Linked DNA regions of Pan troglodytes: region 1 is linked to region 2. The links are chromatin contacts, called in public HiChIP or PLAC-seq maps. All regions are on one chromosome and are shown on one strand. Each heading gives the region's core, a stretch centred on a gene start, on an enhancer-like site or on the middle of the called end of the contact. The rest is flanking DNA. Distances are from core to core; before and after follow the strand shown.

Region 1 (5,349 bases), core at 1,292-3,791, 190 kb before region 2:
TCATTTATCTTTGTACCTGCCACTAGATACACGTTTGGTGAGGAAGTGAAGTCTGTACTACCTTCTCTAAGGGAGAAGAAGGAGGTGACACCAACTTTGCTCTCACAGCCTTTCCAATTTTGCTGAAGAAATGACAGAGAAACATTTTAGAAAATAGGATATGCCAGAATATGTGCTAAAGGCAATCGCTGCTCTGGAAAATCAGAAAGGAAAGGAAGAATCATGAAGGAGAAGAAGCCCATGAAGGCCACTATTGATTGCTTATATGTAATCCCCACAACCAGTTAAGGGTAGGAATTGTGGCCCCATATTATAGATGAAGAAACTTGATGAAATGCTGAAATGCCCATGTCTTGGTTGAAAGCAAGGGAGGGAACAAGCTAAGTTTTTGTTCCTGTCTGTTTTGTTTTCAGTTTCTGTTACCCATGGAAATGGATTGTCTCTTCAAAGCTCCCCAGCTTGGTCCTCCTAACCCCTACCCAACCTCCTCCCCTCATACCTGGATCCCCAGTTTCTTCCTTTATTTTACTCCAGTTCCTCAACCCAACTCTATCCTTATGTCTGGTGCTCCTGATGCCTATGCCAAGCCAACTTTAAGATATTTTATTGGGCTTTAATTCCAGAGAGGAAACCAATGCCCCTCTATTCTGAGAAGCCCAATAATAAAGTTCATCCATTTATTAAATAAACATTGTGAATGCCAGGAAATTAGCAAGACCTGATTCCTTCAAACATTTTCTTTTCTTTTTTTTTTTTTTGAGACGGAGTCTCACTCTGTCGCCCTGGCTGGGGTGCAATGGCGCGATCTCGGCTCACTGCAAGCTCCGCCTCCCAGGTTCACGCCATTCTCCTGCCTCAGCCTCCCCAGCAGCTAGGACTACAGGCACCCGCCACCACGCCCGGCTAATTTTTTGTATTTTTAGTAGAGACAGGGTTTCACCGTGTTAGCCAGGATGGTCTCGATCTCCTGACCTCGTGATCCACCCGCCTCGGCCTCCCAAAGTGCTGGGATTACAGGCGTGAGCCACCGCGCCTGGCCTGGCACAAACATTTTCCATTTGACTATTGCTCCAGGGCTTTCAGATCCAGAAATAAGCCTGGAAAACCTGAAGTCAGAAGTTAAGCACATTCAAAACATTTTTTCACCTTAGTACTGTTTTACTCTGCTCTCTGACTGCCCAGGATCACACCTGAAGACTAGGGCTGGTCCCACATCTGTATTTCATCTCGTGCATCTGAGCGCAGACTTCTTTCCCATGCTCACCCTTGCAACCTCCAGCCCCTTCTCAGACTTCTAAGACCCTGCAGATCCAAAGATATAGCTAGAAATCCAGAGATCTAGATTTCTCCCCAAGTATAACAGCCTCCAGCCATCTCCTCTCACCCTTCCCCCAGTGGCCTCTAGCTCCTGCCTTTTCCAGCCGGCTGACTACCTTAGCCCTGTTAAGCCCCAGTTTCAAGCTCACAGTCTTCCCAGCTCTATGTCTTCCCTCTGTTTCAGTTCTTCCCATCACCTCTCCACCTTCTTAGGTTGTCCCTGACCTCTTCCTCTCCTAGTCCCCTTAATCCCTCTGATGAGCCTAGCCTGGTGCTTCCTTCCATGGCTTCCTTGAGCATCTTCTTTGGGCTACCTCTGGTGGCTAGAGCTCCTCTGGTCTCAAGTTCTCCACCTCTGTCCCCTGGGCTCTCTGTGCTCCCACCAAGGCTGACTCTTGTGGCTCCTTCTCTCAGGAGTTTCTGCCTTTCCTCTCCCCCACCCCCAATCCCCTGCACCTGCCTCCTCAGGGGCTCCCTTGGTGTCTCCCTGTCTGTGCCCCTCTCTCTCCTCCCCCATCCTGATTTCTCTCCCCCCCATCCCCCCACCCCCACCCCTTTCCCAGGGCACTCGTCTGTCCTCTGTTCCTCTGCCCCTGTTCCCATCTCCATGACCCCCGATCTCTTCTGGTCTGGCTCTGTAGACCTCTGTCTCCCCCTATCTAGTGGTACCCCTCTTCTCCCCATTTTTGTCTCCACTCTAACTCTCCCACTAGTTGTCCCAGTCTTCCTCCTTCTTGGTTCTGTGTCTCCCACAGACACACAATTTCCCTCTCTAGCTAAGTCTCTCACCTCTGCGTCTTCCCCCTGACTCTTCTTTTCCTCCTTTGTCTCTCCCTCTCTCCTCCTCCTTTTCCTATCTCTGTCTCTTCCCCCTTTATCTCTCTGATTCTCCTTGGTCTCTCTGGCTCTGACTTTCCCTCTATATCCGCCCCCCGCCCCCTCATATCTCTGTCTCTTCATCTCTCTCTGGCCCTTGCTCCCTCACTCCCTCCCTCTCTCTATTCCTCGGCTCTCTCCGGCTCCCTCTCTCGCCTCGGATGACAGCGCTGCCTCTTTTGTTGGCTCCGCAGCCAATCGCGGCCGCTGACGACACGGGGGCCGGGGCTATAAAGGGCCTGGCCCGGGCTCGGGCCCCCCCAGCCGCCCGCCCCGGCCGCCCGCCCGCCCCGCCCGCGCGCCCGCCGCCCCCGGCCCCCCGGGTCCCCCCTCGGCCGGGCAGCCCCCAATCCCGCGCCGCCCGGACCCCCTCCTCCTTCCTCCCTCCTCCCTCCGCCCCCTCCCCGCGGGACTCCGGCGTCCCCGCCCCCCAGTCCTCCCTCCCCTCCCCTCCAGCATGGTGCTCGCGGCCCCGCTGCTGCTGGGCTTCCTGCTCCTCGCCCTGGAGCTGCGGCCCCGGGGGGAGGCGGCCGAGGGCCCCGCGGCGGCGGCGGCGGCGGCGGCGGCGGCGGCAGCGGCGGGGGTCGGGGGGGAGCGCTCCAGCCGGCCAGCCCCGTCCGTGGCGCCCGAGCCGGACGGCTGCCCCGTGTGCGTTTGGCGGCAGCACAGCCGCGAGCTGCGCCTAGAGAGCATCAAGTCGCAGATCTTGAGCAAACTGCGGCTCAAGGAGGCGCCCAACATCAGCCGCGAGGTGGTGAAGCAGCTGCTGCCCAAGGCGCCGCCGCTGCAGCAGATCCTGGACCTACACGACTTCCAGGGCGACGCGCTGCAGCCCGAGGACTTCCTGGAGGAGGACGAGTACCACGCCACCACCGAGACCGTCATTAGCATGGCCCAGGAGAGTAAGTGGGCTGCGGGGCGCGAGCAGTGGGGTGCTGGCTCTGGCCCCGCGAAGGGCGCCTTCTGCTCCAAGCGGGGCGCTCCCTGCTGCCCCGGCCCGGAAGCTTTTTCTGCGAAAACTTGACGAATTAGGGAGCGGGGGCTACTTCATAGAAGTTTTCCGAGCGGTGGAGATGGGCTGCAAAGTTGTATGCACGCCTAGTTCCCGGAGGTTGGGGCGGGGGAAATGGGGCGGGTTTCGAGATAGTGCCTTCCACCCCCAGTATGCTAAAAAGATCCTTGTTGGAGTCCGGGGAAGCTGGGGCTGGGCAGTGACTCTGTCCTGAAAAGCCGTGGTGGGGAGGCTGGAGAACAGAATCGGGAGGCTGCAGGACCCCCGCAGCCCCAGCTGGACTGCAGTGCTCTCTGCTTCCCAGTGGCCCTGGCGGTAACTCCCCACTCCGTGCTCCGTTCGCAACGTGCCCAACCGCCTGCAGAGAACTGTGTGCTTTCTCCCAAGAATAGGGTCCCAGAGCCCTGTACACCTCCTGGCAGCCCAGCTGGCACCCTTTCCATCCTGACCCCTGTCTCAGACCGGGTATCCCAAGGGGTCGGAAAAGCTGTGCCTTCTTGATACTGACCGAGCTCGGAGAGCTCAACTCCATTGCGCTGGGGGCTAAGGACACTCATTGGCTACTCAAACCTTAGTGTTCCATCCCTTATTCGCCCACCCCTACTGCAGGTGGACTTGAGAGAGACGAAGACCTAGGAAAAAAGAGAAAGTAGTAGATGGGGGAGCAGGAACCCAGGCATCCGAGCCCCTGACCAAACGGAAGATGAACATATAATAGACATGAGCTGCTTTGAAATTTTATGGCCTGGAAAATCCAGGCGAATACTACACCCTCCCTTTTCCAGCTCTCCTTAGGGTCAGGTGACTCCTTCTCCTCCCCCACTGAGGTCTCCCCCCCCCCCCAACTACAGGGAACCAGGCCTCTCTTATTCCCTAGTGGTTTGGCAAGGTTCCCCCCTTCCCACAGCCCCCTGCAACACACACAGAGTTTAGTTTTATGGCTGTGAACAGAAGACGGGGGAGACTGGTTTATTGGCAGATGGGTCATAAAAAGCTGGGGGCTGAGGGGAGTCCCAGTGGCCTACCCCCATGGGAGAGGCACAGGAACCCAGGTGTGCATCTGGGAGGCTGAGTGCCTCACACTGCCCCTGGTATTTCTGCAGACCTCAATTCCACAAGACTTGGTCAGGGCTGTTAAACTCAAAGAACCAGGAAACTGGCTGTGGGGGTGGGAGGTATGGGGATCCGGTCTGGGGTTCCTCAGTTTCCCTTCTATTCTTAAGCCTTCTGCTTATGGAAGCTAGGGTCAGTCTCAGATCGACTGAGGGCAGGGGTAGGGGGTGGGGTTTCTAGGAAACGGAGTTATAGAGGAATTCAGATCAAGAGTTTGCTGGAAGATGAAGGTTACAGGGGGAAAAGATACTCTAGTCTCTGTGGTGTAGTGTGTGTGAAGATTTCCAGGATGGGTGATGGGGCTGTGGACTTCTCCTTGCCCCTAAATATCCTTAGCATCCCTTAACCAACAGGCCTGAGCCCACCAGAGTTAGCTCTGGTAATGGGGATACACGAAGTGAAGGGACCCTGCCTACATGAGGTGGGCTGTGCAGGTGAGGCCTGGGTCGGTGGGAAGGGGACACCAGCTGGTAGGATCCCATCAAAACTTACAGTCCCGTGCCACCCCAGGACTTGTACAAGTAGGGAACTGGGTCTCCGGCCAGGTATTGTACGTCCCCTTTAAGAGCCTAGCTGAGCTCTTAAGAGAGGGAGGGGGAGTGGAGGGGAGGGGAGGGAGAGAGGGGAAAAGGAAAAAGAGACTTTTATAGTCTAATCCCCAGGGACCCGCTTTAATAAGAGACTTGTGCTCTGCTAATCGGGGGAGGTGTTTGTCAGCAGAGATGGCCTCCGTTCCCCTCCCCCTCCCTCCCCTCCCCCAGCCCTCAACCCTGGACCCCAGCCCCCACCTCTCCTAGGCTGCTCTGCCTGCCCTAGTTCCCTCTACCCTCTCAGGCTCTCCCACCAAGCCTTCATCCTGGGAACCCAGCCCCCTGCCCTTCTGGGAGCCAAGCCCAGCCCGAGTTTCTCTCTCCTCCCCACACCAAGAGGCCCCTGCCCTCTCAGCCCAACCTCCTGCCCTTAGGCCTTCCAGCCATGGTTGGGAGTGTGTGTGTTGGGGGGGTTAGGGTGGGGGGAAGGGGAGGTGGTGT
Region 2 (5,410 bases), core at 1,908-4,407:
ATTGTGAGGTTGGGGAGAAGTAGCAGCAACCTGGGTTGTCATCAGATACCATAAAATAGGTGGGCTGAGGTGTAAGGAACATGGAAAGCAGCAGAGCAAGAAGCAAAATGGCACATTTTAAAACACCGTGTGTACCAAGGCACAGGCACACTCTTGCTTCTACAGACTACAGACTACACATATGAGGGCTACAAAAACAGAAACACTTTGCACTTGCACAGCATTTTATAAACTGCTTTTACATATATTATTTGATCATCATTGAGTAGCTATTACTACTATGCATATTTTCCTAAAGATGAGGCCATTAGGAAGGGACAAAACCATGATAAAAGCTGTGATTCTCCGTTTCCAACACATACACCTCACATACACAGCAGACACTTCAGCATCTCGGCCAGCTAGGCTGCAAATTCTTCTCTAGCCAGAAGGAATAGTGGGTTTTATTCACTTGTCAAAGGGCTTCGGAGAAAAGCCACTAGATACTTTCCTGTTTGCCTTTTCCCACCTTAGATCCCTCAATTTCTATCACCATCACGGGAGAAGGTAGCGAAGGGTGGCTCCATCAGGGAGAAAACTCAAGCTGAAAGTTGTATTAGGGTCCTCTTCCCTTCACACCTCTAAACCTCAGTGACCCAACAGATGAAGATACGGGAGAGGAAAAGGTACTATGTAGAAACGAGGAGGTCTTCAGCAAATAAAGCTTCGAGAAAAATAATGAAAACGGGACTGGGGTAGGGCAGAAAGCAAGTATAGCTGAGATGGGGGAGGGGAAAAGAAGGAGGGCAGGAATTGGAGGGAAATGAGAGTGTAGAAGCCCCCAAGCCTGAAGAACCTAAAAGAGATATGAGTGCTCCAACTGCTGGAGAAAAGCTAAGGGCCTGTGAGGGTCCTGAAGCAGGGACCAGCACTGAAGGACCCCAGGGTTTGGGTGACCGGAAGCAGAGACCCCAAACACGAGACCAGAAGGGGGCGCAGGAGACACCCCGTAGGAGAGAATGAATGGGGAAGGCGGTCCGGGGGGCGGGGCAAAGGAGGGGCCCCGGGATGGGCGGGGCACAGACCCCTTTCCAAGTCCGAACCCCTGCCCCGAGAGCCCGGAGAGAAGCGGCTCCGCGCCTCCCGCACTCACCGCCGGTCTCGTCAGTAACATAGGGAGTCGCCATCTTGAAAACGCAAACCACTTCCGGCGTGAGCGGGCTGGGGTCCCGCCCCCCTCCCCACCGGAAGTGGAGTCCCGATCGTAGCAAGCCACCATCTTAGTCTTAAAGGGAGAGTGCACCATTTCATGGGCGGAGGTGGAGGAGGAGGAAGAGTGGAGAAGCTGAAATAGTTAATAAAATAAAGCCGTGGGCTCTTTTACTGCCACCGATACCATTACTGAGCGCTTGCTGCCTGTAAAACAGTCCTCAGGGAGCCAAGAGAAGTTCCGAGGCACAGTCCCTCTCATCCCCAGGAACTCCTCGTACGTCCAGGACCTGCGAGGGAAAAGGGCGCAAGGCCCACCTGCACCCAAAAAGGGGGCCTTATAAATGAAGAAAGGAAGAATAGCCAGGCTCTGGCCTGCACCCAGATCTCAGAGCGGCTTGGTGACGTGGAGCAGACAAACTCCAGGACGCACTGGGGCGCACAAGTGTTTCTAGAGACGGTTGGAGACCCTATCTAACCCTAAGAAGGTGGGGAGGTCGAATTCATGTGCCGATTGCTGTCGGCCAACCCACTCAACCACCAGAGACCCGCGGGAGGGGCGTGCAAGGCGGAGGGCGCCGCGGGTCGGTCACCTGTCTCCGTAGCCGCAGGGCTGCCGGCAGCTTCCATGGCCGAAGAGGCAGCGGACCAGGTTGGGCGGGCGGCCCTGGCCTGGCTCTGCCCCGCTGGGCGGCGCCGGGGATTCGGCGGCGAAGTGATAAGGGCCCTAGTTGCTTCTCGCCGAGACCTCCTAACCCTGAGTGCCTCCTCGGGCTGGGCCTTAGGGTCAGAGGGCAGGGTGAAAGCTTCTGGGCGGACCTACTTAGTATTCTAATTAAACTCGTCCAACCGCTGAGGATCTAAAGCGGGGCAACTCGCCAATAATCCGGTCCCGTAGTGTCACTCCATTTGTAGTCCTGCCCTGCGCCGTACCTCCCTATTCTGCGGACGAACCCATATGGTCTCCCTCCGCCGCCCGTTTCAGCAACTGTTGTTCCTTCAGGGCTAAGTCCTGTTAAACTTGTTTCCCCTACAGCCTGGGAGGAGCCCGGCTGCAGGTTCCTCTCCTCAGGTGTCAACTCTGCCCTCCTCCACCCTCATGTAGCTTTTTCCTTATCAACCCTTTTACCTTCCTGCTTATATCCCCACTTTGGCTTAGTTTAATGTCCAGCAGTACCCCTGGAACCAGGGAGGAGGCAGGAAGTAAGTATTGGTGACTACCTCCAACACTAGGCAGCATGTCCCATTTAAAAAACAAAACAAAAGCCAGGCGCGGTGGCTCATGCCTGTAGTCCCAGCACTTTGGGAGGCCAAGGCGGGTGGATCACGAGGTCCGGAGTTCAAGACCAACCTGGCCAAGATGGTGAAACCCCGTCTCTACTAAAAATACAAAAAAATTAGCCGGACGTGGTGGCGGGCGCCTGTAATCTCAGCTACTCGGGAGGCTGAGGCAGAGAATTTCTTGAATCTGGGAGGCGGAGGTTGCAGTGAGCCAAGATCGCGCCACTGCACTCCAGCTTGGACGACAGAGTGAGACCCCGTCTCAAAAAAAAAAAACAAAAAACAAAAAAAAAAACACTAAAAAACTGAGCAATGGCTGACTAGGACCTTTATAAGACAAATTAGGCCTCAGAAGTTTTCTGGGGGCCGCAGCTTGCCTTCCTTCCCATCCTCCATGTCTGTGACTTCCACTAGAGGCCAATTCAGAATGTCTGGGGGTGGGGCTCATTTAAAAAGTATTTCCAGGCCGGGTGCGGTGTCTCATGCCTGTAATCCCAGCACTTTGGGAGGCCCAGGTGGACAGATCACTTGAGGTCAGGAGTTCGAGACCAGCCATGGCCAACATGGTGAAATCCCATCTCTACTAAAAATACAAAAATTAGCCAGGTGTGGTGGCGAGTGCCTGTAATCCCAGCTACTCGGGAGGCTGAGGAATGAACCTGGGAGGTGGAGGTTGCAGTGAGCCAAGATCGTGCCACTGCACTCCAGCTTGTATTATAGAGCAAGACTCAGTCTCAAAATAAATACATAAAAAGTATTTGCATACGATACACTGTTATTGCAAGTGTTGTGACACTGTGGTCTTAAACCCTTGCTCTCTTTTCACCAATTGTACTTCAGCCCTGCAGGGTCTAACATCTTGTCCTTAACCTTGTTATGATTAGACGTGAGAGTGTGGGATGAAGCCTCTAAGAACTAATGGGATACGTTGGTCTTGACTGAACTACCTCAGGAGTGGTCTCTGCAGCTTTCAGAGGCTGCTCAATAGACCTTTGTGCAGGAGGGAAACCTAAAGTCGCCCCTGTTCACTACCAACCCTAGGCCCCCTTCCCACCCCCAGACATCCTGCCTCAGCACTGGGGTTGACAGGAAGTGAAACTCAATTGTCTGCTTAGTAGACCTGCCTGGGACCCAACCCGGGGCCCCGGATGTGGCCCCCCACCCTGAGGAGGAACAGGGCAAAAAAGGCCGGGGAGAACAGGCTGTTGTTTTTTCCTTTCCCTTTGTTCATTGCGGTTTCTTTCTTTCTGATTTTTATGATGTGGTTGATTAAAGAAATGAGCACCTGGAACCGTAGGCATTAAACGCCTCCTTCTTAGATGTTTCTTGGCTTTTCTTCCCCCACCCACACCCCCCAGTAACTGACTTGGGGTATGATGGAGCACAGATCCTAAAGAAGACACAAAGAAGTCTAGAATAAGACTGATTCCACCTTATTCCTTATTCAAGAGATAACATTACACCCCACTTTGAAGTACCAAAAACTATCTTAAAAGGAGTGTCTTCAACTTTATTTAGGGACATATCTAAAGACGATAGAGTGAGAAACACAGGTAATACATAGGGTGGCATTACTTTAAGCATTCTTTGCAAGGAAAGCTGAGTGCCTTAGAGATTAATATCGTTCCAAGATTTCTAAATGAAAGATCCAGGGACAGAAAACTGATAGGCAGAGGTGTTAGGGGACCTATTCTTACATTGTATGTTTGTTTAAAGTAGCTCAGAGCAGAGAGGCTTTACACACATTGCACCACTCATTGATATAGTCCCTAAACTGGGCTATGTTTTTGCTTGTATTGCAGAACTAAGTACAGGACTTAGTGTATAAAAGGCCTTAAGAAGAGTTTGTTTACTATGACTAAGGAGGTCATAGAGGAAGGAGAGATGAAGCTTTGCTAACAGTGAAGAAAATACTGTAAAGACAGGATGGGGAGTGTCAAGGGCCTTGTCTTTTTTTTTTTTTTTTTTTTTTTAGACAGAGTTTTGCTCGTGTCACCCAGGCTGGAGTGCAGTGGCATGATCTCGGCTCACTGCAACCTCTGCCTCCCGGGTTCAAGCGATTCTCCTGCCTCAGCCTCGCGAGTAACTGGGACTACAGGCATGTGCCACCACGCCCGGCTAATTTTTTGTATTTTTAGTAGAGACAGGTTTTCACCATGTTAGCCAGGATGATCTCAGTCTCCTGATCTCGTGATCTGCCTGCCTCAGCCTGCCAAAGTGCTGGGATTACAGGTGTGAGCCACCGCGCCCGGCCTTTTGGCCCTTGTCTTTTTATGATTGGGGGTGAGAGGGTGAGACTTGGAGGGGCACAGGAGCAGAGAGACAGACCCCTCTTCAACCTATGCCCGAAATCTCCAGTTTGGATACAACAACAATACTCCCAAACTATTACTCAGCAGCTATATTTCTGGCAAATGTGGAGGAGTCTGTTCCAACAAGCCTGTCTTGAAACAATCAAGAACTGCTTAGATATCCCTGTTTCCACTAGAGGGCCTCATGTATTCATTCCCTTTCCAACACCCACCAAAAGTATGTATATATTATGTGTGTGTATGTATGCATACACAATACCCACACATGCATATACCCTTCTAGTCAGAGGTCTCCCCTCCCCCTTCTTCCCACCCCCAGGTGTAAGAAGGACGATTCCAGGAACCTAAGGCTTTGTTACTCTGCCCCATTTTCAATGAAGGGTAGGAGGGAGTTAGACAGGGGTTGGGGCGGGGCCAGTGAGCAGGATGCCTGGGTCTCCAGTTCCTGCCAGTAAGTCCCTATGCCTCCATCTCTCTCCCTTGCTGTACCACCTTCACCACCATCCATGCGACCCCAAGAGCCTTAATGACTCTAGAAGAGACTCCAGGCAGGGGAAGCTGAAAGGACCTTTCACTCCCTACTTTTGGCCAGGGCCTTCTGTGCCACCTGCCAAGGCCAGCAGGTAAAG

The links. HiChIP or PLAC-seq counts read pairs in DNA pulled down with a chosen protein or histone mark.
Region 1: an H3K4me3 HiChIP or PLAC-seq map of stem cell-derived excitatory neurons shows a contact between it and region 2, with 2.3 times the contacts expected there. The contact joins the promoter of GDF11 here to the promoter of PYM1 in region 2. A contact is called at or near these places in 1 of 7 Hi-C or Micro-C datasets (stem cell-derived neural progenitor cells) and 1 of 1 datasets of contacts at active chromatin or transcription factors (stem cell-derived excitatory neurons).

Annotation. Positions count from the first base shown.
Region 1 is chr10:40,265,711-40,271,059 of NHGRI_mPanTro3-v2.0_pri, reverse strand. It overlaps GDF11 (growth differentiation factor 11), which reads left to right and starts at 2,541. Exons shown (of 4, transcript XM_016923257.4): 1 at 2,541-3,095. The coding sequence starts at 2,651.
Region 2 is chr10:40,080,932-40,086,341 of NHGRI_mPanTro3-v2.0_pri, reverse strand. PYM1 (PYM homolog 1, exon junction complex associated factor) reads right to left here and starts at 3,157. Exons shown (of 3, transcript XM_009425175.5): 1 at 1,782-3,157. The coding sequence starts at 1,818. DGKA (diacylglycerol kinase alpha) reads left to right here and starts at 5,034. Exons shown (of 24, transcript XM_001169946.6): 1 at 5,034-5,404.